Linked DNA regions of Mus musculus: all the other regions are linked to region 6. Evidence: chromatin contacts called from public ChIA-PET, HiChIP or PLAC-seq and promoter capture Hi-C data. All regions are on one chromosome and are shown on one strand. Each heading gives the region's core, a stretch centred on a gene start, on an enhancer-like site or on the middle of the called end of the contact. The rest is flanking DNA. Distances are from core to core; before and after follow the strand shown.

The links. Promoter capture Hi-C pulls out the DNA fragments that hold promoters and counts their contacts. ChIA-PET counts read pairs in DNA pulled down with a chosen protein or histone mark. HiChIP or PLAC-seq counts read pairs in DNA pulled down with a chosen protein or histone mark.
Region 1: an H3K4me3 HiChIP or PLAC-seq map of embryonic stem cells shows a contact between it and region 6, with 6 read pairs. The contact joins the promoter of Card10 here to the promoter of Txn2 in region 6. A contact is called at or near these places in 1 of 484 Hi-C or Micro-C datasets (bone marrow-derived macrophages), 2 of 115 datasets of contacts at active chromatin or transcription factors (embryonic stem cells and pancreatic cancer cells) and 1 of 9 other capture datasets (adipose tissue).
Region 2: a promoter capture Hi-C map of stem cell-derived epiblast-like cells shows a contact between it and region 6, with 4 times the contacts expected there. The contact joins the promoter of 1110038F14Rik here to the promoter of Txn2 in region 6. A contact is called at or near these places in 8 of 39 promoter capture datasets (the C10 cell line, embryonic stem cells, hippocampal neurons and 3 more), 2 of 115 datasets of contacts at active chromatin or transcription factors (astrocytes and bone marrow-derived macrophages) and 1 of 9 other capture datasets (macrophages).
Region 3: a contact with region 6 is called in an RNA polymerase II ChIA-PET map of memory CD8 T cells, with 15 read pairs. The contact joins the promoter of Mfng here to the promoter of Txn2 in region 6. A contact is called at or near these places in 3 of 39 promoter capture datasets (3T3-L1-derived adipocytes, the SN4741 cell line and embryonic stem cells), 1 of 484 Hi-C or Micro-C datasets (the Ba/F3 cell line) and 2 of 115 datasets of contacts at active chromatin or transcription factors (memory CD8 T cells and pancreatic cancer cells).
Region 4: a contact with region 6 is called in a promoter capture Hi-C map of liver, with 5 times the contacts expected there. The contact joins the promoter of Pdxp here to the promoter of Txn2 in region 6. A contact is called at or near these places in 5 of 39 promoter capture datasets (cranial neural crest, hippocampal neurons, liver and 2 more) and 2 of 115 datasets of contacts at active chromatin or transcription factors (microglia and pancreatic cancer cells).
Region 5: a contact with region 6 is called in a promoter capture Hi-C map of pre-B cells, with 4 times the contacts expected there. The contact joins the promoter of Rac2 here to the promoter of Txn2 in region 6. A contact is called at or near these places in 8 of 39 promoter capture datasets (the 3T3-L1 cell line, the C10 cell line, the HPC-7 cell line and 5 more), 2 of 115 datasets of contacts at active chromatin or transcription factors (microglia and stem cell-derived neural progenitor cells) and 2 of 9 other capture datasets (embryonic stem cells and liver).
Region 7: a contact with region 6 is called in a promoter capture Hi-C map of liver, with 2.1 times the contacts expected there. The contact joins the promoter of Lgals2 here to the promoter of Txn2 in region 6. A contact is called at or near these places in 3 of 39 promoter capture datasets (hippocampal neurons and liver) and 1 of 115 datasets of contacts at active chromatin or transcription factors (pancreatic cancer cells).

The regions. Positions count from the first base shown.
Region 1 is chr15:78,801,764-78,804,463 of GRCm38.p6, forward strand. It overlaps Card10 (caspase recruitment domain family, member 10), which reads right to left and starts at 1,279. Exons shown (of 21, transcript NM_130859.2): 1 at 1,092-1,279; 2 at 618-869; 3 at 1-7. The coding sequence starts at 1,221.
Region 2 is chr15:76,946,914-76,949,613 of GRCm38.p6, forward strand. 1110038F14Rik (RIKEN cDNA 1110038F14 gene) reads left to right here and starts at 1,348. Exons shown (of 5, transcript NM_001347540.1): 1 at 1,348-1,631; 2 at 1,716-2,006; 3 at 2,155-2,239; 4 at 2,631-2,700. The coding sequence starts at 1,626. It overlaps Gm46534 (a long non-coding RNA gene), which reads right to left and starts at 1,436. Exons shown (of 4, transcript XR_001781744.2): 1 at 1,347-1,436; 2 at 1,099-1,221.
Region 3 is chr15:78,772,188-78,774,887 of GRCm38.p6, forward strand. It overlaps Mfng (MFNG O-fucosylpeptide 3-beta-N-acetylglucosaminyltransferase), which reads right to left and starts at 1,258. Exons shown (of 8, transcript NM_008595.2): 1 at 831-1,258. The coding sequence starts at 1,085.
Region 4 is chr15:78,912,610-78,915,309 of GRCm38.p6, forward strand. It overlaps Pdxp (pyridoxal (pyridoxine, vitamin B6) phosphatase), which reads left to right and starts at 1,310. Exons shown (of 2, transcript NM_020271.3): 1 at 1,310-1,922. The coding sequence starts at 1,361. It overlaps Gm30368 (a long non-coding RNA gene), which reads right to left. Exons shown (of 6, transcript XR_003951546.1): 5 at 2,682-2,700.
Region 5 is chr15:78,571,489-78,574,188 of GRCm38.p6, forward strand. Rac2 (Rac family small GTPase 2) reads right to left here and starts at 1,295. Exons shown (of 7, transcript NM_009008.3): 1 at 1,123-1,295. The coding sequence starts at 1,157.
Region 6 is chr15:77,927,548-77,930,247 of GRCm38.p6, forward strand. Txn2 (thioredoxin 2) reads right to left here and starts at 1,447. Exons shown (of 4, transcript NM_019913.5): 1 at 1,360-1,447; 2 at 145-407. The coding sequence starts at 407.
Region 7 is chr15:78,854,180-78,856,879 of GRCm38.p6, forward strand. Lgals2 (lectin, galactose-binding, soluble 2) reads right to left here and starts at 1,350. Exons shown (of 4, transcript NM_025622.3): 1 at 1,293-1,350. The coding sequence starts at 1,298.

The sequences.
Region 1 (2,700 bases), core at 29-2,528, 870 kb after region 6:
AGGCGCCCTGAGGGTAAAGGTTGTGACAGGGGTCAGGATGAGGTCTTCCCCCAGTGCCCCTGCTCTCCACCCCGACAATGCTCCAGGGCCTACGTTCCCCAGATTTTTGGGCTGTGACACACACCGGGGCCTGTCCCAACACATCAGGGAGCAAAGCTCAGTCTGCCCTGGCTAGGAACACCAGACCCTCCCCAGAGCACCTGCACTGGAGCAGGTCCCCAGCAACCCCTACACACACACACACACACACACACACACACACACACACACACACACACACACACACACGTTACGCATGCCCGGGGGCATCGGATGCCTGCGTTTCCCAGGCAAAATGCTCTCATTGACTTAAGTTCCCTGATACTTTTAGTCCCTCTGACAGTCCTGGTACAAAGACGCCCAGTGGGAGAGGAGCCTCGGAGAACTGAGCCCGGATTTGAGCTCTTGAGAAAAACTGATTCTTTAAGGGATACACAAATGGGACAGAGAGAACCAGAGAGGTCAAAGAGCACAGTAAAGATCCCACAGGGGTCGCCATCGGCACCGGCAACCACATCCAGCTGTCTGCTCTGGAGCGGGCCTAGGAAGGGAGAGGAAACCCCTGGCGGCGGGCTCACCGGTACGGTTAGCGCGGCACGGGAAACGGTAGGTGCTGAGCACCTCCTCCTCGTCCTGTTCGTCCAGGACGCGGCACTGGCGCAGATACGGCGTGAGCTTGGCCGGATTCAGGGCGCGCGTCAGTCGGTGCCGGACGCCCTCGATCCGCTCCCACAGCGCGTCCTCTTCGGCCTCCGACCCCGAACCCGCCCCAGCCTCCTCGTCAGCCTCGCCCGCGTCCGCCCGGCCCTGCATGGCCGCGTCCTCCGAGCCTGCGGGCGACAAGCACGGTGGGCACGGAGCCGCGGTCACCGCACCTGGGCGTCGCCCGCGGGTCCCGGCGCTGTCGGGCTCCGTCTTCCCGGGATCCCAAGCTGCTCTGCCTGCACCCTCCCGGGTCCCCGAGAGGTCACGCCCGCGTCCTCCCGGGCGTCCCGTCGGCGTCCTTTCACGTCCCCACGCTGCTGTCCCGCCCGTGTCCTCCCCGCACTCACCACGGGCGCTGCAGCTGCCCTGAGCTCCCGGCTCTGTGCTCGGCCGACGGCTCCGGAGGCGCGACGGGGCGGTGCCTTCGGGGTCATTGGCTCCGCCCCCAGCCCGGCGGCCTCCCGGGCCACCCAACATTGCCCGCGACCCGCTGCGCTCCGGTCGTCCTCCCGGCCGCTCTGCGGGCCAGCCGCGCCTCCCCACCCCCCACCCCCGCTTCCTGTTTCCCGCCGGCTCTCCGGGCCAGTCCTGGCGGGGTCCGCACGGCCCTCCCACACCTGCCCGGCCCCCGACGGGGCGGAGCCGCCACGCGCGCGCCCACACCCCGCGCGCCACCGCCAGGGCCACTGCCGCCGCTGCTGCTCACCTTGTCCCCCACCATGAGCACAACACCAGCCTGCACCCTCTACAAGCCCGACTCCCGGTGCAGCTGGCCACCCGGAACCCTGAACGCGACAAGTGTCCGCTCCACTAGCCACACACGCCCTGAAGTCAACAGGTCACACCAACTTAGCGAGCTCTGGGCTCGGACCTCATATACAGAGCCCCATCATTCCCACTTAAACTCGCATGGTAGGTATATTCACTCTGCTGAAAGTCACATAATACATATCTGTCTTTCAGGAAATATCTGCAAAGTGTGGGACAGGGCCTCAGAAGCTAGCAGAACTTTCACACGTGTCCATGTTCTGGGATAATGGCCTTACAAGTGTTGAGCAGGACTTCGACCGGAGACAGACTACTCACGTGCCTCTCCCTCCCACAAACACCCTGTGCCTAGGCACTTGAAAGCCCCGGTCAGCTGTGAGTCTCTCTCTGTGTGTGTCTCAGCTTTGCATTCATTTGCATCCTGTTCCCAGCTAGGCCTCTTATCTGCCGGTGACCTGGACAATTGCCCCTCCACAGTCTCAGTGTTCCCGAACACGCTGCCAAGAGCTCACATCTTTCACCAAGCCCAGGACAGCCTGTGTGGGCAGCAGAGGGGAGGGGTCATGGGCACCTTTCCAAAGAAGGGAGTCAGTCCCTGCAAGTGTCCAGACTGACTGCACTTTCATTCCTGAGTCAAGTTGATGGCACACGGGGACCAGGATGCTTGCATTTCTAAATGGCCGTTCCTGCGGGGTGGGAGGGAGTGTGGTTAAAATCAATTACATTTGAAAAGGCAGCGTCAAAACTCCCTTCTGCCTTGGAGACTAATACTCCCACAATAAGGTCCTGTAGTCACATGCTAGAAGCTCTCTGGGCACTGGAAAGTGCCCTCGGGGTGGCGAGAACAGGGTTAAGAGGACACAGAGGATCTGGAAAGATGTGTAGGTCCCCAAAGCCACCCATACTTTCCGAATTAGATGCATCACTCACCCAAGGAAACAAGGTTGACCACAACCCCTGAACAGCCCCTGCAGTAAAGAAACTAGTTTACCTACATAACCTAGTTCCTTTCCCAGCCTTGAAGAACCACAGACTTTTGCTGACTTGGTTTTGTTTGGAGTATCACCAGTTCACCTGCAGAAGCAGCTCTGTAGAAAGGACTGAATTCTAATGCAAACCTATCCCTTTACAAAGGAGGAAGCAGGGGCCCAGAGAGAGCAAGAACTTGCCACACACTGGATCCGCCCT
Region 2 (2,700 bases), core at 98-2,597, 980 kb before region 6:
GACTTTTAAAGTTATCCGTTGTTAAGAGCTCTGTCGGATGTTGTGTAGGAGCTTGGAAGACAACGTTGAGAACACTGCAGAAGATGGAGGTCTGGTTTGTGAAATTTCAGAGGGAAAATTAAAGACTCTTTTCAGGGCCATTGCTGTTTTGATTGTGAAGATTCTGTAGTTCTGGTTAGCTGGGGCTGAAGAATCAGCTGTGATTAACAAGATACCAGAACTACTAAAGCAAAAACTTTGCATTACTGGGACTATTGATGCTGGTTAGCTGGAGCTAAGAAATTAGCGGTGATTAAGAAGAGACCAGCATCATTGAGGTGACATCTTCTGGGAAGTGTTTTCTGAGAGCACAGTGGCTGTGTTCCAGATATAGCCAAAGTTGTACATTGTGCTGTGGCTGGACTTGGTAATGTGTAAGGGTCACCCAGGTGGTACTGGTTTTGAAGGCATGAAGGAGTTGAGCAGAGCACTTACTATCACTCCTAGTGACCCTCTAGGAAAATTTTTGCTTCCTGTCCCCATAACTCTAGGTTCTGCTGGCCTAGAAGTTTTGGCTCCAGAGAAGGGAGTGCTCCTACCAGGAGCTACAACAAACATTCCATTGAACTGGAAGCTCAGACTTCCCCCTGGTCATTTTGGGCTTCTAATGCCCTTAAACCAACAGGCTAAAAAAGGAATAACAGTGTTAGGAGGGGTGATAGATCCAGATTACCATGGGGAAATTGGATTACCTCTTCACAATGGTGGTAAGCAAGATTATGTCTGGAGTGTAGGAGATCCCTTAGGGCGTCTCTTAGTACTACCATGTCCTGTGATTATTAGGACACAGTATATATGTCGCCATTCCAAAAGTGTGGAATAGAGGCATAGCGAAGAAATACTGAAACAAAGCAGGATTAGAAGCCTGTAGGAAAAATACCAAATCCTGTAGCTCCATGACTGGTATCTGTAGTCCTAGGGCTAGACCGCTATGATAGCTATTGCTATTCTTGGTTGTCATTTTGACAACCCACACCTGTAATTATCCTAAACCTCAAGGGGTAAGGAGTTCCTGTAAGGAAATTTTCTTGATTTTTCGTTTGAGGTGGGAAGATGCACCTTAAATCTGGGCCAGGTCTTCGGGTGGCAGCCTAATGGTCGTGGAAGAAGGAAGTGCATGCTTGCCCCGACTCTCGTTGGAAAGTTCACTCCATTGCCATTAGAGCCTAGTTCTTCAGGATTCTGAAGTATACCGGGGACAAGCTGAGCCATCTGTCAACGCCTGCGCCCCGCCCCGCCCCGCCCCGCCCCGCCCCGCCCCGCATAATCCACCTTGCCCCATCTCTGGGCGTTCCCCCCGACCCCACCGGTTCCATTCTCTCCAGGAATCAATTGTCTTGTTTCTTGGCGGCACACTCTGCTGGGTTCTCCGAGGCCTTTAAGTTCATCCCCGTGCACTCTGTCTCCTAAAATTACAAGCACAGCCTGAGGCGCTCCATCCACCCAAGTGCTTTCTGTCCGGCGCTGAGCGCTTGCTCTGGCTCCGCTGCGCTTTCTGCGGAACCTTGTGTCGTAGACGTGTTTCCAGAGGAGTGAGTTCGCTGTGGTAGTTAGGATTTACCAGCTTCCGGCGGCCGCTCCGACTAATGGCGGTGAGCTGTGGGAGAAGGCGTGTTTGTGGCGAGGCCCTAGGTGGGGAGACCCTGTGAATTTCGTCCTGTCTCACGATTTTTCAGGAGCCAGGGCGTCCTGCTCGGGAGGCACCAGCAGCCTCAAGTCGGAAAACTCATCGCGCTCCGCGCAGACCCCGGCCCTCTCGCTCAGCTTCCGGTGCCTCGGAACCTCCTCTCCGCAGTTCAGTGCAACCTGCATGCGACTCCGCCGCCGGAACCCATCCCGTAGGCAACACAGTAGCGATGAAGCAAAAGAAAAAGAAAACCCCCAACAGGGTCTCTGGGACAAATGGAAGCGAAAAGCCCTCGGAGAAACCTGCCCCGGACGAAGCTCCTCCTAGCGCTGAGGCCCAGGCAAGGATGGTACTCCCTGCGAGCTTTCTGGGCGCTAATCCGCCTGCCTCTGTGGGCGAGCTGTGCGGAATTAAGGCGCTGAAGGTATGGGAGTGGGGTCTGCGGGACCCTGTTACCCATCACAACCATGTCCTCCTTTCTGTCCCAGGCGGAACAGCTGGCGCGGGAGCTGGCCTGGTGTGTGGAACAGCTGGAGCTGGGTCTCAAGACGCAGAGACCTACCCCGAAGCAGAGTGAGGGACCCTTCTCTACAGTTAGGGAAATGTAAACGGTGACAGTTCTGTGGTCTGATGGTATTGCCAAGGGGTGGGGTTGTTGCTTTTGGTTGGTTTGCTTTGTTTAGGTGTACTGAAACTTAGTTGTGTAGACCAGGCTGGCCTGGAATTCAGAGATCCGCCTGCCTCTGCCTCCCCAGTGCTGGGATTAAAGGCGTGCGTCACCCCAGCTGGATGGGAATTGTTTGTAGTAGGATGATATGAGTGTGTTTGAAGTCACTAGCTCTTTTTCTTTTTCTTTTTCTTTCTTCTTTCTTCTTTCTTCTTTCTCTCTTTCTCTTTCTCTTTCTCTTTCTCTTTCTCTTTCTCTTTCTCTTTCTCTTTCTCTTTCTCTTTCTTTCATCTGCAGAAGAGCAGGCTGTTGGGGCAATCCGAACGCTGCGCAGTGAAAAAACCCCCTTGCCCCGGAAGAGACAGCT
Region 3 (2,700 bases), core at 8-2,507, 840 kb after region 6:
ACAGAGCCAGCAGCCACCATGGGGACATAGTGTGTGTGTGCACAAGTGCATGAGTTCTGCTACCTCCCCTGACGTGGTCCCCAATGCCCCCCATACCCACACCCATCCCTGGCTTTGCTTGATGGGGTCTTGAGTATGGGGAGAGAGACTCTGCTTTCAGGAAACACACTCATTACTCTCATGCCTTCTTATTACTGTATTTAGCATGCCTAGCCCTGTGTATGAGCACAGGTATACACACACACACACACACACACATTCCATATGCCTTGGCAGATCTCCCCTCACCTTGACCTCCAGCCCACACGACCTCACCCACTGCCTCCCATCCCAACCACAGCACAGGAAACGGAGAAGCTAGACAGGGCCCTCACACCCTGGGCAGCACAGCAGGGCAGGAACTGAGAGGAAGCCTCCCTCAAGCAGGCCCCACCTCCATGTCTCTCCAGCATCCACATCACACCCCTGCCTCACACAGCCCCATCCATGCCCAGAGCTGAGGTGCGCAGCTACTCGGTCCTGGTGGGTTTTCACCTTAACACCCACCAGAATCTTCAGGCAAGTTAGGGTCAAGAATCTAGGAGATGAGGGGGACCCAAGAGGAGCCTAGGACAGAGGTGCCACATGGAACCCAACAGAGATAGACCTGTGAGTCTAAGGAGGCCCTGGAGTGTGGCAGTGGGGATGGGGGTGGGCACGGAAGAAGTGGAGAGACCCCAGAAGGAACCACTCCCTGGTGGTCAGCTTTTCCCCAGACCACCAGGAAGACCCCTGGGAGCCCCCCAGCCAGGAGTGCTCTCTCAGACTTCAAGGCAGCCCCCGCCTGTCACCTGTTGCCTGATCCTGGAGACCCACGTGTCTAGTAGCAGGTCCAGGCGGGAGCGATGGAAGGCCCAGGTAGTCTTGACTGCGATGAAGATGTCGCCTAGCTGCAGCTCCAGGGGTCCTGGGTTCCGTTGGTTCAGCCTGAGCGCGCCCTGTATCATCCTCTGGGACAAACTTGAGTGGTATCGTAGAGACAGGAGCCCCACGCACAGGAGGGTAAAGAGGGCTCCCGCCATGCCCCGAAAAAGTCGGCAGTGCATTGGTAGCAGGCCCCCAGACAGTTCAGCCCCCGACTCCCCAATCAGTCTGGGGTGGGAGGCTGGTCAGGAGGGGGCCCTGGTACAGGCAAAAGTCTGGCAGGCATCGGGGGCACACACCAACGGGAAAGGAGGAAGCTGGGTCTCTGGACCCAGAGACTGAGCCACCACCGTCCTGCCAGCCGGCAGAGGCCACCAGCCCGCCACCTGCTCCTCAGCCCTCCCTCCGGGCCACTTAGCTCCTGGCCCCGCCCCTGCCTCAGCCCGAGGGGCGGGGCTAGGCCTGGGAAGCCCCAGAGGCAGCTGCTGGGAGCCACCCACTGGAAGAGGCACAGGGCCCTGCCAGCTGCTGCAGCCACACCAAACCCTCCACGAGGTGGGAAGAAGCCACTCCAGCCTTCCTATGCCTCACAGTCCTTTCTCTGGCTCCTAGAATAGCCAGGATCCTGTCCAGCCAGCCTCAGGTCCTGGCTCATTCTCCCTCCTGCTGGCCCTTCCCATCATCCACCATGCATCAGGCCTACATCTATCACAGGGCCATGCCCACCATAGCATGCTGCCTAGATTCTTGCTTTCTTTGAATCTTTACACAGACATTATTTCTGCCATGAGGCTTTTCCTGCCCATTTTAAACAGCCCTCCTTCCCAGCCCCCAAGCCTAGACCCTTCTAACTTCTTGCTGTATGGTGTATTTTACATATTTATTGTCTTACTTATGATACTACTGAGGCAGGGGGTATTCTCTTTTGTTGACTATCCAGAACCCAGTACGGTACCTGGTACATACTGGGCACTTGATCAATACTTGTTAATTATGTTAATTAAGCACAGGAAAGTGCTTGGTGGCTGTGAATGGATCTAAGCCTGCTAAAGGCTCCTGGAGCACTAGGACAATGAGGTGTCAGCCTCAGCCTGTCCCCTTCACAGCTCACCTCCTCAGAACAGTGCCACCAAGGAAAAGCCTAGGCTTGGGGCTGGGTTCAGATCCCAGCTAGGGCCACAACCTGGCTGTATGGCTGTCGACAAGATACCTCTATCATTTACGAAATGATGGTGAGGGACTCCAAGATGGCTCAGCAGGTGAAGGTGCTTGCCACCAAGCCTGTGGATGGACCTGAGTTCAATTCCCAGGGACATGCCCCCTCCAGCAAGTTGTTCCCTGGCCTTGTGTGTGTTGCCACAGCAAGTTGTGTGCATGCACATCTGACAGGTGTGCATCACCATAGCAAATTCCTTAAAGGGATCTCGGGGCAGGTGAGAGGTGAGAGGGCTCAGCAGAAAAGGCAGCTTGCTGACACGCTGACTGCCTGAGTTTGATTCCCAGGACCCACATGACAAAAAGGGAGAACGGCTCCTGAACCTTATATACACAGTGCACTCTTGCTATTGCATGCGCGCGCGCACACACACACACACACACACACACACACACACAGTGAACATTTTTGTAAGTGAAATTCTAACCTCAAAGCCCAAGGACACCTCTTCCAGTCTGTCTCTCTAGACTGCTCCCCCGGAGGTAACCATGCTCACTCTGGGGGCTGTCTCTTGGGGACAGCCACACACCCACAATTTGCCAGGCTCCTTAAGCCACTCCTGGCCTCCTGGCTTCAAGTGA
Region 4 (2,700 bases), core at 60-2,559, 980 kb after region 6:
AAGCCCAATTTAGTAACCGAGTGGAGGCAGGGGCATGCTGTCTATGGTCTTCTAGGCTAAGAAACCCATTACAAAAGGCACAAAGAACAGAAAATAGTTGGGCCTCAAAGGCACGGTTTTTCTTCGGTCTCTTCCCTTCAGTTGCTCTGGGTTAGACAGCTACAGTTCTGCTTAGAACCAAAATATTGTGACAGTACAGATCCCTGTTCATCCCTGGTCCCCATACTTTGAATTACTGGTTATTCAAAGGCTTGACAGATTAAAAGGTTTCCGTCTACAAAATGGAGACCTAGGCAGTTGGGATCACCCCATCAATAAAATGGGTTACCAATTGGGCCTGGCCATCAAAATAGTGCCTAGTGCCCCCACACACATAAAACATGAAATCAGATCTCTGGGTTCCTGTCTTACAGCCATGTGTTTGATTATCTATTTATTTATTTATTGGGTTTTTTTTTTGTTTTGTTTTTTTGTTTTTTGAGACAGGGTTCTCTGAATACCCTTGGTCCTAGTACTTGCTCTGTAGACTAGGCTGGCTTGGAAATCAGAGCTCTTCCTACCTCTGATTCTGAGTGCTGGGATTAAATGTATGTGTTCGCATCGCCCGGCTAGAACGTTTTAACATTCATCTGTGTGGATGTGTGTGTGGAGGTCAGAAAACAACTGGAAGGAGTATGTTCTCTCCACCGTGAGGTTTCTGAAGAAGGAACTCGGGTCCTCAGCCTTGACAGCAAACTGCCATCATCTGCTGAACCATTCCACTGACCTGTACCTGTGTTTTAAAAATCATTTATCTAAAGCCATCGAACTATAAAGTATACATCTTACTAAACGGAAATTATACAACAACAACAACAAAAAAAAAAAACAAGTTCCCCAGGAGACTCCACAGCACAGTCAGATGACCAGAAGGATCACTGACCAGGTCTAAGAGCCCAGGCCAGCTTGCGAAGTCACGGGTGATGGAGCCCTGGCTCCATCACATCCACATGTTTCTAATGAGCCTCAATGGTTCCGAGGGCAACAAGATGTGGCCCGAAGACAACATCTCTCTCAGCCTCTGTTTTTCTCCTAGCAACCATCTGGCCTACGTTTTTAATTGGCTGGGAAGCGCACGGCGATTCGCTGCAGACCAGGCTGTCTCTTCATTGGTCGCCTCCTTCTAGTGGCGCCCGCGGTCCCGCCCCTTTCTCCGAGCTCCTTCGGGATCGGCCAGCACCTTCGACTAAATTCTAGTCGCTATTGGCTGAAGCCTGTGTTCGTAGCCCCGCCTCCTCCCCGTTCTGCGCGCCAATTGGTGAAGCTGCCCCTTGTCCACGGAGGGAGCGCAGCGCGCGCGTGCGAGCGGCCAGCCGGCTGCATGGCGCGCTGCGAGCGGCTGCGCGGCGCGGCCCTGCGCGACGTGCTGGGCCAGGCGCAGGGAGTCCTGTTCGACTGCGACGGAGTGCTGTGGAACGGCGAACGCATCGTGCCGGGCGCCCCTGAGCTGCTGCAGCGGCTGGCGCGGGCCGGCAAGAACACGCTGTTCGTGAGCAACAACAGCCGGCGCGCGCGGCCCGAGCTGGCGCTGCGCTTCGCCCGCCTGGGCTTCGCGGGGCTGCGCGCCGAGCAGCTCTTCAGCTCCGCGCTGTGTGCCGCGCGCCTCCTGCGCCAGCGGCTGTCCGGGCCGCCCGACGCATCGGGCGCAGTGTTCGTGCTGGGAGGCGAGGGGCTGCGCGCTGAGCTGCGCGCCGCGGGGCTGCGCCTGGCGGGGGACCCCGGCGAGGACCCGCGCGTGCGCGCCGTGCTCGTAGGCTACGACGAGCAGTTTTCCTTCTCCAGGTTGACCGAGGCGTGCGCGCACCTGCGCGACCCCGACTGCCTGCTCGTGGCCACCGATCGCGACCCTTGGCACCCGCTCAGCGACGGAAGCCGGACCCCCGGTGAGCACGGGACTGGGCGCGGGGATGTGTGCTGGGACCTGACGCGCTTTTCGGAATTCCTGCAGCTGCCGCCTGTCGGATAGTGGCCGAGGACCAGTTTGACACACGAGCCACCTTAGGCTCACTGTAGCTCAGGGAATTGCAGGTGGGATACAGATTTGGAACCGGCCTCTTGGGCTTTTGTCATTGGCCCCACCCACTTTGCAGGAGGGTTTGTCGAAGCGGTCTGGAAGGATGATGCCGGTGGAGAGCTGGATCCGCGCATCCAGAATCAGGGTAGTGGGGAAACTAGGGGGTAGTGGAGCTTGACCTTAGGCCAGTGGGGAGACTGGAAGGTAGTGGAGCTTGACCTCAGTTCCAGTTCTGGCCCTGTTTGGTTAACCCTGTGAGTTACATAACCTCGGAACCTGGTTTCCAGTGGGGTTCTTTACCATGTCGGTTATCCCCAGGCTTTTGAACCCAGCCCTCTAGTTTATTAATAGCTTCCTGAAGCTCCTTAATGGTGCCTTCATTTCCTTTCCAGATTAGTTCAAAAATAAGAGTTTTGGCCCATTTCACAGTTAAAGAAATTGGTACTTAAGGGAGGTGAGCTGCCAGGGAACACACAGCATAGAGCAGGGGAACCTGACTTGGCCTTTGGGGACCCCCCATCCATCCATCCACCCATCCAAGAGCAGTCCAGGCTGTTCAGGCCTGTACCTAAACAGAAGCGCTGACCTCTGGCATGAGCCCCAAGAGATGGAGGGATCAGAGACTTACCAGATAGTGATGAATGGCT
Region 5 (2,700 bases), core at 45-2,544, 640 kb after region 6:
AAGAGAAATGGGATAAATGGAGATGACCACCATTTAAGCTATCTCCCTGCCAAGCTGGGAGGTCACCCAGGTCATTCAGCAGGAAGCTGAGAGGCCAGAGGGACAGCTCCGGGCCTTCCCCAGTACAATTCCGTTAAGTCACTTCCCACTCGAGGAGGTTGCTCTGCTGTCCCTGCCCCCTAAACCTCTGCCCTCAAGCCCCAGCCTGCCACCCAGGTAACTTTGAATGCATAGAATCATTGACTTCCGGCCCTCCGTGTCCGCCCCCTCCTCCCCCAGATCAGACACAAAGCAGAAGTGAGCAGAGCAGCTGCCACAGATAACGGCTGACACCCTAGCGCGGTGGCGGCTGCAGCAGCGACCAAGTCGGACCTAGTCAGCTGAGGAGGTAGATAGCCTATGCCACCAGCAGAGCCAAAGTGTGTGTGACCTTGGGACCTAAGCCAGGAAAGGTCTCCAGGCCTCAGCCCCTCCCCGTTTCGAACTGAAGATGGCTGTCTAGTACATGTGAGGATGGATCTAGCGGGACCCAAGATAGACTTGAGGACTGCACCCTAATGTGTCGGAATATATGGGAGACACATGAAGAAACTCAGGCCTTGGGTTATGAGAGCCTGTGGTCCCAAGATCTGACAATGACTATCAGACTTTAGCAGGGCTGCAGCCAGCCTGCCCTCTGGAGTCCTTAAGAGCAGAGGCTGGACTGAGAGTCAGAAAGCTTGGAGATTGCCAGAAGTCCCCTAGGCCCAGCAAGACAGCAACTAGAGCCTGGGCCAGCCTGGGAAACAAAGGTCCGAAGGGCAAGCTGCTGATTTCCCTCCTCGTACCTGTACCCTGAACTGATGCTGGCCCGGTAGGAGCCCTGTCCCAGCTCTCAGGGTACAGGCAAATAGCAGCACCCCACCCACAGTCCAGGCCCTCCACCCAAGTAGCTTCCGGAGTGGGGTAGGCTGAAGGACAGGGAGCAGTCCAGACCCACCCCAAATGTTCCTTGTAAGCCCTTACAAGGAAAGGAAGCGACTTTCCCCAGAACCTCCTGGGAGCCCTGAATCTGTGGGTGTACCAGGGAGGATCTCAGAGGCATCCTGGTAGGGGTGGGAGACAACTCAGCCAGGTACTTACCCATCACCCACCACCACACACTTGATGGCCTGCATTGCATCTGAGGCCCAGCAGCCAGGGATGACAGTTGGGGGCCAGGAGCGTTGCTGTGGACACCAGTGGTATGGAGTGGCTAGGAGGTACCCGGCAGTGAGGAGCAGCACCCCAGCTCAAGAGGCGGGAGGAAACGGAAGAGGAACTTACCCAAGCTGCTGCCCCACAGCCTTGAGGGGGTGGAGCATGCGGTCTGGAAGAGGACCTGGGGCCCCACAGGTGCTAGGTTGGGCCCAGGCCACCAAGGGCACTTGACTTAGGCTCCAAAGGGAACCCAGGCACCCTAGAGAATTGAAGATTCACTTCCTAAGCCAGGGCAGGGACAAAGTTGCTCTCGAAGAATCTGCATCCTCCAAGAAGTCAGTTGGCCTGACTCCCATGGGCAAACACTTGAGTGCCTACTGTGTATCAGGCATTGTGTTGGGAGCTGGTGACTCTAAAATGCAGGAAGCCAGGTTGTCCTGGAGTTCCTGCTCTGTAGAGAAGGCAAACCACACCACAGGTGCTGTGAGCAAGGCAGGAGACATGGGCCAAGGGAGAGCTACAGAGTGACCTCAGAGTCACCAGCAGGGAAAACTGGTGGCTATGACGTGTGATGTCAAACAAAGTTGGCCCGGGGGGGGGGGGTGCTGCCTAAGCAAGGGCCAGTGTGTAGAGAGAAGGCAAAGGAGGGGGAGGGAAAGAGAGAAGGGAAGAGGTAGAGGAGAGGGGAGAAAAGGAGGAAGGGGAGGAAGGGGGGAAATTGGGAGGGGAGGAAGTGGAGGAAAAGGGGGAGGAGGAGGAAGGAGAGGAGGGAGGATAGGGAAAAGGGAAGGAGTTGGAAGAGAAGGAAGAAGAGGAGTAGTGAGAGGAGGAGGAGGAGGAGGAGGAGTGAGAGGAGGAGGAGGAGGAGGAGGAGGAGGAGGAGGAGGAGGAGGAGGAGGAGGAGGAGGAGGAGGAAGAGTCAGGGACAGATGCAGTAGAGCAAGCTGGTAGAAGTTTGGCAAGTCCAAACCTTCTCACAGCATGGTGCAATCTAAGCTTTCAGGAAGCTGAGACAAAGGGATTGCTGGGAGCTTGAGTCCAGGATTCAGAGTGAGAGTTCCAAGGCAGCCAGAGCCATCGAGCGATACAGCAAGATCCTAGCTGGGAAACCACTCCAAACCGAAAATCCTACCTACAAACTGTCGTAGGCTTCTTGCCGTTTTGATGATATCAACTACACTCGCCTTGTGTTGGGCATTTGTGTTTATAAGTGTTTGGTTGGGTGTTTGTGTTTGCAGGTGTTTTGTTGGGCATTTGTGTTTTTAGTTGTTTATTGGACTTTTGGGTTTCCTATTACACAAGTTACTATTTGTGTATTTGTCCATTTCTCTACTGGAGTATTTTTTCCCCTCATATTTATTTGGAGAAGTTCGGTGTTTGATTTTTCAAGTGTGAATTGCTATAACCGTTTCATAGTTCATTTCCAGTATGTGGAATTATTTTTTTTGAAGCTGTGATATTTATAAAGGTTTATTTGTATGTGGTCAACTTTAATTTTTCTTCCCTAATGATTGATACTCT
Region 6 (2,700 bases), core at 197-2,696:
GCATACTTAAGGACAGGCACAGGGTCTCAAAAGTCTTCATAATGAGTGTATGTAGATAAGCATTACACATGGTAGAGAGCCATAGTGAGCCCTCAATAAATACTTAAGTAAGACCCTCCATCTCTTACTGTCCCCAGTACTCACTGTGCATGAAAGTCCACAACAACTGGTGTCTCACTGTTGACAACTCTGTCTTGAAAGTCAGGTCCATCCTGGACGTTAAAGGTCGTCAAACAGACTCTGGTGGTGTGTACTGTCCGGGCTGGGCTGGGCATTACTGTTAGACCACCAGCATTGTACTGAGGGGTCTGCAGGGTCTTAGAGGTGAGGGAAGCCCACACACCCTGAGGAGGCTTCCTGGAGATGACTGAGGTCAGGAACCTCCCCAGGAGGAGCCGCTGAGCCATCTGTGGGAGCAAGAGGCAGGAAGAGCTGGGGCCATGCAATAGGAAGTCAACACACTAGGAAAACAAAGAATTCTGGAATAATGAGGTGTTGGGAACATACAGAATTGGAAGCAAGATGCATGGAAATACTGTAATATATGATTTTCAAAGGCCAGGTGTGGTGGGGCCCACCTGTCAATCCTCCTCCTGGGAGGCGAGGCAGGTGATATAAGGCAAGGTCAGTTTGGGCTAGACAATAAAACCTGGTCTCTAAAACCTCCCCACGACAACAAAAAAAAAATATCTAGAGGTGAGTAAGGAGTCAGCATCACTGAATAGACGTTAAGTTAGAAGGGCAGAAAAACTGGGTTGACAGCCAAAAAGAAATCAAGGCTGAGGTGGAATTATAAAAGGTCAATGGAGGGAGGGACAAGGCTCAAGTGCCTTACATCACTGTGTATAGCCCAATGCCCCCCCCCCCCACACACACACACATCACTGGCTCTCTCTGATCAACTCTGAAGAAACCTTATAATACCGTCCATACTCAGGGCAACAGGTAGGTTAAGTGCCATGCCCAACGTAGGCCAGTTTTTAAAGTACAGCTAATTGGAACCCAAGGCCGTCTGTAAAATTTTTATCAGTCATTCTTTTAAAAAAGTGTTTTTATGGGAAATTAAGGAAAGGGAAGCTGTCGAAGAATGAGCGAAGAAGACTCCCAACTACGGAAGGAGGAACTGAGAGGCGTAGGAACCGGCCATGGGGTACCAAAGTGAAGCGGGTGGCATGTGTACGGAGGGAAGCCCAAAGAATGGACACGTGTTGGGGAGGGTGGGGGACAGGGAGACTGGGAGCACAGGACGTGCAGCTGCCAAGGCCACCTCCTCCCTCTAGGGGCATCCCCCTGCCGATCGCCTTCCTGCAGAGAAGCGCGCCGCCAGCCCGGCTCAGCCCACCCCGCAAGGGCTCCTACCTCCCGGCAGTGCGAGCAGAGGGATGCAGAGCCCAGCCGGCCTGCCCGTCAAGGGCACTCCTGTTGTCACTTCCTCAGGGGCAGGTCTAGCGTCATTTCCGGGAAAGACTATGCGGACGACGTTTCTCTGCAACTTGGGGGCGGCTCGGTTTTTTTCACCAATGAGGAGGACGGAAAAATGTAGGGCTGAAGGGGCGCGACCGGAAGGAATGGGATCGTGGAGGAGGGACCGGAAAATGTGTGGGACCAGTGAGGGAGGAGATGGGTGAGAGGGCGGGAAGGAAGGAGTGGCTTTGGAACAAGCTCCTGCTGTGTTGCGCCTCTTGGCATTGCCCACCCTTGGATCTGAGCTCTGGAAAGGGCTGGAAGGCTGTGTTCACTTTAATGCCGAGGAAGCTCTGTTCTCGACAGAAGCTTAGTGTTAAAAGGAAGAGATTCCCGGGCTGGGGTTATGGCTCAATTGGATTCCTGTCTAGCACACCCAAAGCCTGGCTTCTCAATACCAAGTAAACTGGGTGTGATGGCACACACCTAATCCCAGGACCCCGGAGGGCTCAGGAGTTCAAAGTCATCCTCGATACTTAGGAACTACGTGAGATCCGGTCGTGTGTGTGGTGTGTGTGTGTGTACACATGTCGCATTAAGGGGTTATTCTGCCGTTTTTGATTCTTTTCTGCCCAACCTAACTTCTTATGATTGAGCAAGTCCCTCTGCCCCTAAGGGCTGGCGGTACTTCTAAAGCCCTTACCTTTTGTACTGTCATGTCTTACTTTTTGGAACTGTCAAGGAAGCACTATCCAAGGTAAAGTGTAGGGCTTTCTCTCCATTCCCACTGGCATGAGTGACTGAGGTGTAAGTCCCTCATTTATGCATATTGTAACCAGTATTCCAGCCCCTTACGATCGGGGAACACGTTGCTGTCCACCTTCCCTTCCATACCTTTGCTCACTTTGAACTTTGTCTCTGGGTACTTAGAACACCTGCTCACCTTATCTTCTCTGAATAGTACTGCTTTCTTCTCACTAGCGCCTGCTTTATAATCCTCCAGAACACATGGACAACGTCTCTTTCTGAGAGTAGGGACTTGTGGTTGTCTCATCTGCATATACTTAGCGCCAACCTGGTACAATGCCCAGCACAGAGAGGCTGTTCAATAGACACTAAGTTGAGAATCTTTGCGCACCTCAGCAAGTGGTTTCTGTCAGAGGGGTTATGTGATGTGTCCCAGCAGATGGACTCCATCTACCACCCTATTTTAACCCACTCTCTCAATAATTAGTGGTTTGCTGAGGCGTCTTTGTGTTCTACATCTGCAGTTGTGCCTGGAAGGCTCTCCCAGAG
Region 7 (2,700 bases), core at 100-2,599, 930 kb after region 6:
CATGTGGTCCCATCTCATACACATCAGGGAGAACCAGCTGCCCGAGAGAGGGACATCAACTTGTCCAAAGTCACACCAGAAACTTCACAGGAGCCAGATCGGAACACAGGCTCTCGAGAGTGTGCCAATACTCTTGCAATATGTAGATATTAGCCACCTATGGTTTCATCTTGAGCCTCAGTTTCCCTCCCTCCATACTTCTCTCCCTCCCTTCTTCCTTTTCTCTTTCTCTCTTTTTTCTTTCTTTCTCTCTCTCTCTCTCTTTCCTTCCTTCCTTCCTTCCTTCCTTCCTTTTCTTCCATTCTCTCTCTCTCTCTCTCTCTCTCTCTCTCTCTCTCTCTCTCTCTCTCTCTCAACAGGATCTCAGTATGTAGCTGGAACTCATTATATACACCAGGCTGGCCTCAAACTCAGAAATCCCCCTGCCTCTGGCCTTTGAATCCTGGGCTTGCCAGTTGCGCCGTCACATCCAGTTTATGCAGTGCTGGAGATCAAACCCTGGGCTATATGCATGGTGGACAAGCACTTTACCCACTCAGCTTGTTCCATGCAGTTCCTCTGGAAGCGTGATATTTTCTGGTGCTGGAGTTCCAACCCAGGGCCTTGCACTGGCTAAATCACCGCACATGCTATATCGTTGGTCTGGGCCCTTCCCCCAGCCCCTGCCCTACAACTCTCATCTTTATGAGACTCAGTAGAGGTCGGCAGTAATAATTAATACGACTGTTGCTGTCCTCAAAGAGGGAAAGGAAAGTTCTGGCCCTGAACTTGGTGGTGACAGAGAGACAGACAGCTTCAATGCTAAGGGTTTGAGAGATTATCCACCAGTTTTCTTCTTTTAGTTTTAGAGACAGGGTCTCTCTACATAGCTCTGGCTATCCTGGAGCTCACTCTCTATAGACCAGGCTGGTCTTGAACTCAGAGATCCTCCTGCCTCTGTCTCCCTAGTGCTGGGATTAAAGGCATGTGTCACCAGCTTGGCAACCCAGCTTTCTTTTTGGTTCTCCGGGAGAAACTGACACAAAGAGAAGGGTGGCAATAATGGACCCCAGAAGCCGGGTGGTGGTGGCACTTGGGAGGCAGAGGCAGGTGGATTTCTGAGTTCAAGGCCAGCCTGGTCTAAAAAATGAGTTCCAGGACAGCCAGGGCTACACAGAGAAACCTTGTCTTGAAAAAACAAACAAACAAACAAATAAATAAACAAACAATGGACCCCAGAACCCCCCAACCCACACACTCTAGCAAAGACACATGAGCAGAAGGAAGTGGGTGCAGAGGGCCAGCATCCTCACCGACATGGTGACAGCTCCTGGCCACAGCTCTCCCAGTTGCTCCTAGAGGTTTGTGCTCAAGGTATCCCCTCTTGGTCAGGCTTATAATCCCAGAGTATTACACATTAACCACCCCGAGGCCATAAATAAGGACTTTGGACCTTTATCTCCTAATATCACCCGGTCTGTATATGCAGGCACTCACTCAACAAACAGGAAGATGGCTCCTCACTCACTCTGACTCGATCGTGAGCATCCCTCTGGCCCCGCTTCTGGCAATTCCTACCAGCCTCCGTGGTCAGTACTCCACAAAGCCCAAGGGAGGATGCCCTAGTGCCACCCCCACACAAACCACAAACACCCCGATCTTGGCAGGCCATCCAACCTCTTTGCTGAGCCCAGCTCCTACAACCACAAAAAGACAGGCTGGCTCTGTTAAAAGATGTCCAAGCTTCTAATTTTCAGTGTGTCTGTGAGTCATTCAAAGACTTTTTTCTCCCTTCTCTCATCCATGCTTTTTCTGATTATACATATAATTTGTTTCTTTTTTTTTCTTCTTGTGAAACAGAGTCTGACCATTTAGCCCAGGTTAGCCTTGGACTCTCTATTCTCACACTTCTGCCCCAAGTGCTGGGATTACAGGCAGGAAACACTATATCTGGCTGCACACATTTTGCTTCAAAAGTGGTAGATTCACATCTAGGGCCAGTGAGATGGCTCGACGGATAAAGGTGCCTGCTGCCAAGCCTAACCACCGGGGTTTGCTTCCCGGAGCTCACATGATGGAAGGAAAGAACCAACTCTTGCAAGGTGTCCCCTCTGACCTCCACACATGGACCATGGCACATGTGCACACACAAATAAGTATAACTGAAGTGCTTAAAAACGGGCGGAAGAAGATGCCAAAAGTCAACTATTCTGCGAGGGCTGGGTGGTTCAGTGGTGTGCTGTATCCTCAGGATGCATGCCCTGTGGCTTCCATCCCTGGCACCATGCACAAAAGAGCTTGGTTCTGCTGGGACACAGACCAAACGTGCAGGAGGGAACCCAAGGGTTCGGGACACTGGGGGTTTCTGTCCTTCGCCCTTTATGCCTATGAATTTTGTGGTAGTTGGGGTCCATATACACAATTAGATACTGTCAAGAGGAAGAAACCTGACGTAGTTCCTCTGCTGGGAGGGAACCTGTGCTGCCCGTCCTTCCAGTGGGTTTGTACCACAGACAGGTCTCTACAGTTGTTTATCCTACTTCATTTGGGAACACTGAGGCTCACAGATCTGCACTTCAGAATCAGATGTCGCTGGCTGTGAAACACTCCAGCTCTCCAAGGCTTAGTTTATAGAAGCCATGTCCTACCTCTGAGCACTACTTCATCTTAGTCTGCCCCATTAAAAAACGCTACTCCCAGGCTGGAGAGATGGCTCAGTGG